Linked DNA regions of Gossypium hirsutum: region 1 is linked to region 2. Evidence: chromatin contacts called from public Hi-C data. All regions are on one chromosome and are shown on one strand. The core of a region is the stretch at or near the end of the contact, and the rest is flanking DNA. Distances in the headings are between cores, read along the strand shown.

Evidence for each region. A called contact is a pair of places that touch in the nucleus more often than the background predicts.
Region 1: a contact with region 2 is called in a Hi-C map of leaf, with 2.3 times the contacts expected there. The contact joins the promoter of LOC107963372 here to the promoter of LOC107947743 in region 2. A contact is called at or near these places in 2 of 34 Hi-C or Micro-C datasets (both in leaf).

Annotation. Positions count from the first base shown.
Region 1 is chrA06:92,917,782-92,923,551 of Gossypium_hirsutum_v2.1, reverse strand. LOC107963372 (transcription factor MYB102) reads right to left here and starts at 1,529. Exons shown (of 3, transcript XM_016899916.2): 1 at 1,340-1,529; 2 at 1,096-1,225; 3 at 190-1,013. The coding sequence starts at 1,472. The coding sequence ends at 356.
Region 2 is chrA06:91,967,243-91,973,137 of Gossypium_hirsutum_v2.1, reverse strand. LOC107947743 reads right to left here and starts at 1,365. Exons shown (of 2, transcript XM_016882274.1): 1 at 1,312-1,365; 2 at 101-1,267. The coding sequence starts at 1,365. The coding sequence ends at 101. LOC107949240 (a long non-coding RNA gene) reads right to left here. Exons shown (of 2, transcript XR_001697672.2): 1 at 5,716-5,895; 2 at 5,094-5,396.

The DNA.
Region 1 (5,770 bases), core at 280-2,779, 950 kb before region 2:
CAGTGCTTATAAGTATGGATTAAGCATAAATGTCATAAATCTGGTGAAGAAAGCAAACGGCATCATCTTATATATAATTTGGTATGATTTGATTCATTATTTTCGGAAGTAGATATGAATTGAATAAATATATATAGTATATAATAAGATGACTTGTCTGTATAATAATATAATACATATGTGATAAGATATACCAATAGTAAAGAAAAGAAAAAGGACAGAACGTTGCTTCTAACACAGTGATCTTAAGAGAAATTAACTATTAATTAGTAGAAATTTTTACACGTATCGACATGTCTCACTGAATCAAAAAAAGAAAAAAGAAAAACTCTTTTTGGGAGTTATGCATTTGGAATTACATGAAATCATTAACATCCAAAATATCAGGGATTTCCGACTTCAAAATGTTGGTGCAATAGCTTTCTGTTTCGTTTTCAGTGGTGCTGCTACTGTTGAGGTATGCGAAGTCTGAATTCAATGGGGCGGGGCTCGACGAAGGCGTCGACACAACTGACCCCAACCCCAAGCTCTGGTTGCTGTTGATGGAATGGAAATTCGAGGTTTCGATTGAAGGGTCCATTACGGTTTGATAATCCGAGCCGTAATAGTTGTACTGCGGCGGTAGCGGCACGTAATCTTCAGTCAAAATTGAAGGCATAACATAGTCATTGAAATTTGATGGGAATTGGTTCAAGTTGGGTTTCATCACGAGTTGTTGTTCTTCGTTATAAAATGGAACACTACAAGTTGGGGTTTCTTCGACTTGTGCATGGAAATGGTTAGATTGCATCAATGGTTGATATTGGTCAACATTACGAAGAAGCTCAGGGTTAGCAAAAGACTGGATAAGATATTGGTTGTGAAGGAAAGAGAGACCGAGAAGATCCAGTCGAGGAGTATGGGTCACCGGATCGATCCCCATTCGAAGAAGAATTTTTCTAATGTGTGTGTTCCAATAGTTTTTTATTTCGTTATCTGTTCTTCCGGGCAACCGAGCAGCAATGGCAGACCACCTTAAAACATTACAAAACATTAAGGGAAAAAAACACAATAATAGAACTGAAAACAGCAAATAAAGATGTAAACAGAACTTACTTGTTGCCCAATATACTATGTAGCTGAATTATAGTCTCTTCTTCTTCAAAAGAAAACCTTCCTCTCTTGATATCAGGCCTCAAGTAGTTAGTCCATCGAAGACGACAACTCTTTCCACATCTTTGCAACCCTATAATAAAAGATTTTACAAACCCATCAGGCGTGAAGTCCATAAGAAGTACTATAATTCATCCGTAGACAAAACATATGGTGTCCTATCGGTAAATGAATGCTAGAGGTTTACCAGCATTCTTTGGAAGTGTCCTCCAATTTCCATAACCATGTTTTTGAATATAATCAATCAATTTTTTATCTTCTTCAGGAGTCCATGGCCCTTTTTTGAGCCCATTTTTATCACAACAAAGTGCTCTTCCCATGTTTATTGCTTAGTGACAGAGAAGAGAGAAAAATGATGCAGCAGCAAAGAGATGCAGGGTCCCTATAGGTACGTACTTGTATAAATAGGGAGAGAAACCAAAGCAAAAGTCAAATAGATTAGGTACCGTCCTCTGTTTATTACTATGGCAACGTGTCCTCAAATCTTGGCTCCCATATCTTTAAATCTATCAATTACTTTTATTTATTTATTTATTTATTTTAGTTAAACTCATTTTTTTAAGTTGGGTTTATAATTTATGAAATTTTTTTTTTTAAATTTTTGGTTATATCTCCCAACATTATTTTCAAAGTTTTATCTTCTTAAAATATAATATGTATTATCAGTATACTTAATATTTTGTGATATTATTACTTATCTTTTAATAGATCTCAAATTTATCTATCCAAATTTGTTATTAAGTTTAAGTGGTAAAAAAATTTATTCCTTTTAAACAAAGTTTTAATTCTAAGTTTTAAAGATGAAAAAAATAATAATAAATTTTATTTTTAATTTAAAAATTAGATCTAGGTTAACTCTAAAATTAATGTGATTACCATCCAAATTCATAAACTGCAGTCATTTTTTGCCCAACATTATGCGGGAGGAGAGTGTCACTCCTCACTTTCTGGATTCATATTAGCTGTCACCAACATGAAACAGCCACCTGCCCCTTCTTTTCTTCTGGCATAATTTGCATGGCTACAATTTTACCAAGATTGGCTTTGACTTACTATCTCAAAGTCCTTTGATTTTTTTTTTCTTTTAAACATAAGAAATTGCAAATACAAAAAGGAAATATTTTTAAAAAAATTATATTTTAATTTTTTAAAAAGGAAATTGAATTAAAATCGAAAAGCGATTAGTTAATTGTTTTGTCCATTGAAAGCTGCATTGGTAGGCCGATTCTATTGCCCTCACATGAGGGTAATGTGCAATTATTTTAACACTTGAGGGATTCAAGTCAATTACTTATGTGTGTTTTTAATAAATAAATAAGCATTTAATTCGAGGATGATAACAATGGTGTTTGGTATGCATAGAGAGAACAGAAAAAGGGCCCCTCCAATAAATTTCAGGAAAAGGTTTAATTTTCACAATTTAAAATTTGCATCCATAAATATATAATTAATTTTTATCTTATGTGATATGATACATGAATTACTCGTCTATTTTTATAAATTGTTATTATATTGATATTAATATATTATTTAAAATTATTGATGAAACATATTTGAATATATAAACAACTTAAAAAAATATACTTAAGTTTTTTTAAATACAATATAATAAATTTAAAATATTATAAATATAATATATTCATAATGTTATGGATATAATTTATGGGTCAATTATGATGAAGGAAATTTGAAAAATAAATTTGTTATAAATTCTATATTCAGAATTTTAAGACACATTGTATAAGTAAGTTAGAAATAAAGTGTCAAAACAATTTTTAATTTTAAAAATAAAGTTTTAATTTTTAATTTTAAAAATAAATTTTGTTAGAATTGTGTGACCTAAATTCTAAGAGATTGCTTGCAAGTTAAGTTAAAAAAATATTTTATTTCTAGACGATTTAGTATTTATTACTATAATTTATTTAGCATTTATTAGCATAATATACTTGACATTGATTAGAATTAGGTTTTTTTTCAATCTATAAATAGATGTAGTCAAAACTCCTCTTATATCATTCAAATTCAACATTAATGAATTTTCTTCTCCTTTGCCTGTGGTTTTTCCCCGTAAGAGTTTCTACGTAAAATCTGTGTGTTATATTTTCTCGTTGTGGCAGAGAAAGATGTAGGCAGTTCTTGTGTAGATGGATTTGGAGTATGCCTTGTTAGGGGTAGATAAGATGCCTTCGACATTGACAGAGGAAAAGAAGAAGTGTAAAGATCGAAAGGTTTTAATGCAATTACATATGCATCTGTCGAATGAAATTCTACAGAATGTGATAAAGGAAAAGACCGTCACTACATTATGGGCAAAGTTGCAGCAACTATGCATGTCGAAAAACCTAATTAACAAGTTGCATATGAATAGTGCCTTTATGCTCATCATTTAAAGGAAGGTGCGTCTGTGCACAAACACTTAATTGTGTTTAAAGAAATTTTCTTGGACCTAAAGGCCATGAAGGTTCAGTACGATAAAGAAAATTTAGGGGTAATTCTACTTTGTCTGTTGCCCTCGTCTTATTCAACCTTTAAAGATACAATTTTGTATAGCTGCAAATCTTTCACAATTGATAAAGTCTATGCTTCTTTAACACCGTATAACAAGATGAAGCATATTGTGTCTGGATTCGACTCTTAAGGAAAGGGTCTCATTGTTCGTGGAAGGACACAGGAACGAAATTTTCACAATAAATCTAAGAGTAGATTGAGATCTTCAAGCAAAGGTAAAATTTGTAACTTTTGTAAAAAGAAAGGGTACATTAAGTCTGAATGTTGTAAGTTGCAGAATAAGATCAAAAGAGAAAACAACCAAAACAATCCAGTGAAGCTGATGTTATAGAAGACTACAGTGATGGTAAACTCCTAGTTGCTTCTACCAATAACTCTAAAGTGAGAAAGGAGTGGATCATTGATTCTAGTTGCACCTTCCATATGAATCCCAATCAAGATTAGTATACAACATATGAAACAATTTTTGACGGTATTGTTTTAATGGGAAATAATGTTTCATGTAAAATTGTAGGTATTAGCATGATCAAAATTAAGATGTTCGATGGAGTCGTCAGAACACTTAGAACACTTAATGGTGTACGACATGTACCAGCATTGAAAAAGAATTTGATTTCGTTAAGTACTCTTGATTTAAAGGGCACAAGTACACAATTGAAAGTGGGGTTTTGAAGATTAGCAAGGGTTCCCTCATTGTGATGAAAGGGCAGAGAAAGTGTAACACCCCTTACCCGCGTCCGATGCCGGGACAGGGATCGAGGCATTATCGGACTTAAACATAAATATTCATACAAAATCGAGCCATAAAATTTCATTCAATTTAAAACCATTCATACACATGCACATCGTCCCTTATACGGGCTTACGAGGCCCAAAACATACATCGGAGATGATTCGGGACTAAACCGAGAATTTTTGGAAATTTTACAACACTTAAGAGATTTTCCATTTTTAGAGAGTCACACGCTTGAATGGAGTAGGCCGTGTGGTTACACACGCCCGTGTGGCTTGGGACACACCCGTGTAACTCTCTGTTTATGACATCATCATTCATTTAGTGGCACACGGCCAAGACACATGCCCGTGGGGGCGGACTGTGTGTCACACACGGCCTAGGCACACGCCCGTGGGTCTACCCGTGTGGACGATTGTAAGGCTATTTTCCAAGCCATTTTGTCACCCTTACTTACATAATTTCATATCACATCACATGGCATATTATCAAGCATATAAATGCAATTTAAACTAACCACATTCATGCATTAACATGTCATTTACATATGATTAAGCATATGATTATCATAAGCCATCATTTATGGCTATGCATGTTCAAATTGAATCACAACTCATTATAGGCCAACACACATATCCCTAATAGTAATGACTAATATAACAAAAGACATAATTCCTATACATGCCATAAACTCGAGTACTTGAATACTTATACCCCAGATGGTAGCTTGATAGTGTGATAGCATCTCCGGCAATTCCAACCCGAGCTAGCTAAATAAACCTATAAGAGATGGAAAGGAAGGGGAGTAAGCTTAAAGCTTAGTAAGTTCATATGAAAACAATAAGCAATTTATTTACATGCTTTTTCCAAATTCTTATAACTTGTTCTCAAGGTATCACAATCATATTTGCACATTATTCCACTATTTGCTCAAATTCCAGTTAAGCTGTCTACTCGAGTCGCAATCACTAAATTATTTATATCTTAAGCTACGGAACTCCAAATTAAGTTATGTAAATTTTTCCTGAAACTATACTCACATATCTCCTTACCAATTCAATTTTATTCAGCCTCAAATTCAATTTTCACAATTTTTGGTGAATTTTCAAAGTTGTCCTGACTACAACTACTGTCCAAAATAGTTTTAGTATAAAAATGATGATAACTAAGTTCATCACACCTTCATTTATTTTATTAGAAATCTATGCATTTATAAACATATATCATAGTCCACCAAATTAATACAACATCATTTCACAATACTCATGGACTTACCATTCATGGATTTCATATTCAATTGAGTTTTTGTACATACCTGTACTCATCCTAACATAACTCAAGTTCTTCTCATCAATGACATACCTTATTGGGACCATC
Region 2 (5,895 bases), core at 116-2,615:
TGAAAACCTCAATAAACTGACTTACTTTCATTAGTGAATCATCCAAGTATTTAATACAAGGTGGAAGGACGTACTAACAAACTATTAGTTAACTAGTTAACTAACTGACTGTTAACCCTTTTCTCTTATCATGCCCCGAGCTTGTTTGCTTCCTTTCCCCGGCATTAGCTTCATTGACTGAAACCCGAAGTTGACTTTTAAATTTTTTGAACAGGACTGCTGACAAGGGCTTGGTTAAAATGTCAGCCACCTGTTCTTGACTTGGAATGTGTCCAACTTGGAACAGGCCTTGTGCAACTTTTTCCCGTACAAAGAAGAGATCCAATTCGACGTGTTTGAATTTAGAATGTTGAACTGGGTTTCCTGCTACGGCCACGGTTGCGAAGCTGTCACACCATACAAGTGCTTTGCCGTAGTGAGAAACACAAAGTTCGGTTAACAGCGACTGTATCCACACCATTTCTACAATAACATGGGCGAGACTTCTGTATTCAACCTCTGCAGTCGAACGTGATACAACCTGCTGCTTCCTCGAGCTCCAAAAGACCAGATTTCTACCAAGAAACACACAATAACCAGACGTGGACCGGCGATCATCTACGTCAGCTCCCCAACTAGCATCAGAAAATCCCTCGAGTAACAGCTTGGAGCACTTTGTGAACCTCAGGCCATGATCCAGTGTTCCATGCAAATAACGGAGGATCCTCTTAACAGCTTTAAAATGCACATCAAGAGGTCGGTGCATGAATTGACACACCTTGTTGACAGCAAAGGCTACATCGGGCCTAGTTATCACTACATACTGCAATGCCCCAACGATACTCCGATAGAGATGAGCATCATCAACAGGATTCCCTTCATGAGCAGACAGCTGACACGTTGGTACTATGGGCGTTGGTAAACTATTTGACTTATCCATACCTGCTTGTTGTAGGAGGTCGAGAACATATTTCCTTTGGTTAAGAAACACTCCAGTAGAGGTATATTGGACTTCTATACCTAGAAAATAATTTAGTTGGCCAAGGTCTTTCAAAGAGAACTGAGCATCAAGTCTTCGAACAAAGCCATCTATGGTTTGAGAGTTGGTCCCAGTAACGATTATGTCATCGACATATATTAGCACATACAGTAGCTGTGATTCAGAGTGTTGAATAAAGAGTGAACTTTCGGCTTTAGAAGCAACAAAACCAGTGACCAACAGGAATTCTTTTAACTTGTGAAACCAGGCCCTAGGTGCCTGTTTGAGTTCATAAAGAGCTTTGCGCAACTGGCACACCAATGGTTGATTGTTATCTCTTTATTTTTCAAAACCCGCTGGCTGTTCCATATAAATCTCCTCTTGGAGATCGCCACTGAGGAAGGCATTATTTATGTCGACCTGTCTGAGAGACCAGCCCATCGAGACAGCAAGAGCTAGAACCACACGAATGTTTGTTGGTTTCACCACTGGACTGAAGGTTTCTTGGAAGTCCACCCTAGCTTCTTGGAGATACCCTTTTACTACCAACCGTCCTTTGTACCGAGCCACTGAACCATCGGCATTACGTTTGATTTTGAAAATCTACGACCTAGAGGTAAAGGCACAACGTCCCAAGTATGATTTGCAAGTAAGGCTTTGTATTCAGCATGCGCTGCTGCTGACCATGCAGGATGTAGGAGAGCTGCTGTAATGGAGGTAGGTTCCTCATCTTCTAGAACAGACGTGAACACTTTAGGCTTGTAAATTCCACTTTTAGATCTCGTTTGCATCGGGTGAGTATTTCCCAGGAGTAGATGCTGTTCAAAAGATGCAGATGAGTGTGATGAGTGTCCTGAATCTGGTGGTGAGTGTCTTGACTCTGGTGGTGTGAGAGAACGTCAAGACCCAGACGAGTTATCAGTTTGGCTTATGCTATCGTATGACACCGGAGTAATCCCTTCCTCATGAGGAGAAACAGTAGGAGGAGATGTATTACCCAACACCACTGGAAGGCGAGATTGATGCTGAAAACTTTGAACTGACTGAAAAGAGAACCAAATGAACTATCCTGTTTGAAAGGAAAACACGCCTCGTCAAATGTGACATGTCTGGAGACAAACACCCTACCACAACTGGCAATGCATCTATACCCTTTTTGATTTGACACCACTCCAAGAAACACACATTGACTGGACTGAACTCCAGCTTATGTCGATGATAGGGCCTCAAATAGGGATAACAAGCACATCCAAAAACCCTGAGGTACGAATAGGATGGCCTAACTTGATACAACATATCATAAGGACTTTGGTTGTGTAAAACAGGTGTTGGTAGCCTGTTAATCAAGTGCACATCATAAGAAAAAACATAATACCAGAACTCTAGAGGTAAGCCTGCCTGAGCTAAGAGAGTTAACCCCACATCTACAATTTGCCGATGCTTCCTTTCAGCCACCCCATTCTACTTCGAGGTGTGAGGGAAAGTTACCCGGTGTTGAATACCAAGGCGAGCAAGCTCCTTTGAGAGCGATCAATACTCCCCACCGCCATCAGATTGAAGAGCTTTGATGGAGTAACCAAATTGAACACGACCCATTTGATTAAACTGAAGAAAACATTGAAAAACTTCAGCTTTGGACTTGAGAAAATAAACCCAAATGTATCTACTATACACATCCACAAAGAAGACATAGTAAAGAAATCCATTGGACTTGACATGTGAAGGACCCCAAACATCAGTTGTTACTAGTTCAAAAGGTGAAGAATACACTGTTCGAGAGGAGCTGAAAGGCAGCTTATGAGCTTTGCCTAGTTGACAAGCTGAACAAACAGAAGTAATACTATTTTTATTGAACTGAATATTACAATCTTCTAAAGAAACTCTAAGGACACTCGAGCAAGGATGTCCTAATCTTTGATGCCACAACTCCAGGAGTGATAATTGTTATGCTGTACACAGATTCGCTGAGACTGACTGTGAGGATGTACCATCTGTACGAGAAGATGAGCCAGAAAAATTGAACTGATATAGACATGTGGCCCACTAGGAGGGTTTTCCTTGTCTGTATATCCTTCACAAAACACAAAAAAGGATGAAATTCAAAGTAAACATCATTATCTCTTGTAAACTGCCCAACAAACATTAAACTCTTGCATATAGTTGGTACATGAAGAATAGTTCGTAGGCGCAAAAGTCTAAACCCAGCCAACATACTAGTGTTCCCAACATTAGAAATAGGAACTGAAACATCATTCCCCATCGACACATGTTTCATACCTGTATAAGGAACAACATTTGTGAGAGCAGTCACATTTGGAGTAACATGGTTTGTCGCACCAAAATCTGGATACCATACTTGGTTAGTATTATCAGCAAACGAGGTTCGTGAAGGCTGATGAGAACACGATGACAGTGGCTGATAACAAGAGCTACACCCATGAGAACAAGAAGATGCGCCTTGATCTCCAACCTGATGATAGTTGACAGAAACAGTATGACTAGAGTTAACACCAGAATAGTTTTCATCAAATCTGTGATAGCAAGTCTGGACTAAATGTCCAATTTTCCCATATAATTGGCATTGGGGCTTGGAACGAGACCAACCACGACCATTCGTACGGCCCCTGGTTCGAGACCAACCACGACCATGCCCTCGATAACTTGTTTTATATTCTTGTTGATAAGTCCCTGAAGATTCGGTATGCTCCGAACTTTCAATACTACTTTGTTTTTTATGAGACACCATATTTGCTTGCGGTGGTACCTCTGTTAAACTATCCAGTTGTCGTGTCTCACAATCAAGTAACAGTTCAGTTAAGAGATCTAGTGACATAGGAGTAGCCGAGGCTAGGATACGAATAGATTCATATTCCATAGAGAGTCCAGCGAGAGCAATACTGACCTGCTCTTGCTCAGGTACAGGACTTCCAGCAGCAACCAGACTGTCACTTAAGCTCTTTACTTTGCCCAAATAATCTTTTATTGAAAGATTTGCTTTCTTGATGGAATACAAAGCATGCCGCATGCTAGAGATCTTGACGGTAGATTTAGCACCAAACCGCCGCTCAATAGCTGTCCAGATTTCAGAACTTGTTTTGGCCATCGTGAGATGCACCAAGACATCATCGGTTACTGTAGAAAGAAGCCAAGAAGCCAGGAATTTGTCCTGCTTCTTATGAAGAAGAAACAAAGGATTAGAAACAACTTGTCCATTAGGTCCAGGAAGAACAGAAGGCGGACTGGTAACTGTGCCAAGATCAAACCCATCAAGTTCATAATCCTCAAGAATCAACAATATTTGATGCTTCCACAGTAGGTAGTTGCGTTCAATGAGTTTGACTGTATCATGCTTAGAGAAATACTAAGCATTTGATAAAGAAACATTGCTCTGACCCACTCCTTCAGTGTTGGAAGAATGCTGCGGTGTATCACTGGGAAGAGAATCGTCAGTAGCCATGAACAAATGAAATCAAAAAGAGAACAAGAAAAAAATTATGGCTCTTGATACCATGTCAAGATACTAACACATGGGAGTGAAAACCTCAATAAACTGACTTACTTTCATTAGTGAATCATCCGGGTATTTAATACAAGGTGGAAGGACGTACTAACAAACTATTAGTTAACTAGCTAACTAACTGACTGTTAACCCTTTCTCCTATCACTAAATAGTCGGCACCATATATATATATATGCTGGCACATTGATGGCCGGCACCCCCTATATCTGATTAAAAACTAATTTTTTGGACAAAGTGGTGCCGGCAACATTCACCCAAAATCACCCAAAAAACAAAAAGAAATGGGAATGTTTCAACATAACCTCTCCTTGTTTTCTCATTTTTTTTTATTTCCTAAGTTTAATTATAGATTTTATATTTTAAAACAATATTAAAATACTTATCATATTTTTTAATTATTATTGCATCACTCACATTATTATTAAATTTTAAAAATAATTTAAAATATATTGAACTATATATTTTATAAAATTATAATTTTCATGCAATTATTCAAATACTAATTTTTTGTAAATGTCAATTTTTTAAGTTAAATTTGTAATAAGTCCAATTTACCCAGGCCCATTTAAGTTATTTACAATGAATAAATGAGTCAAACAAATAAACCCAAATAAATTAAAATAAAAGCAAAATAAAGTCCATAGATTACAAAAGCCCAAATAGTCCATTTACAATTTTCAGTAAATCCAAATACTAAAATCATATCAGCCCAAAACCTAGGCCTAATTACAATGGCCCAAACCCAAAACCCAAAATTGGCCCAAATGAGCCCAATATCGTGAAAGCACCAGAAACCCTAGAGCATTCTAGAATACACCAGCACCGCAGCTAGCCAGAATCAGGCTCCCACGAGTGGCTTCCCACGAACGGCCTCCCCACGAGTGGTTTTTTCTCCATACACCTCCACATCAACAGAACCTGCGAGAAGGAGAAACAAACACAGCAAAAGAATACACGAGAAGCAGCAAAATATAATGAAAAATAGCAAAAAGAAAAATAGATTTTTTTTTTGTATTTTTAGATTTGTATTTTTCTGGCTATAAAAGCCACCGAATGTACCTGGTAAAATTTACGCACACTGAATACGCATATTAAATATCAAAAAAGGCGTTTCGAAAGATTTTTTAACGTGATTTTCTGTTTTCTATTTTCTTTAGTTCTCTGTTGAATCTTTTTTTCGAACTTTCGCTATTGTATTTTAAAAAAAATAAAGAGAAGGAGAAAGACGAGGTCTTACCTTTGCGAATTGGCCATAGATTCTTCTTTGCTTCGTTGAAATTGAAGTCGGAAGAAGGATCTCGGGGCTACAAACCATAGTTTGAGGCTCGAATATGCCGATCTTCGATTGTAGTGGCTGATCGGTGTTGAAGCTAAAAGGGGATCTAGGGTTTGCTGGTGGAGAAGAGATGAGGCTAGG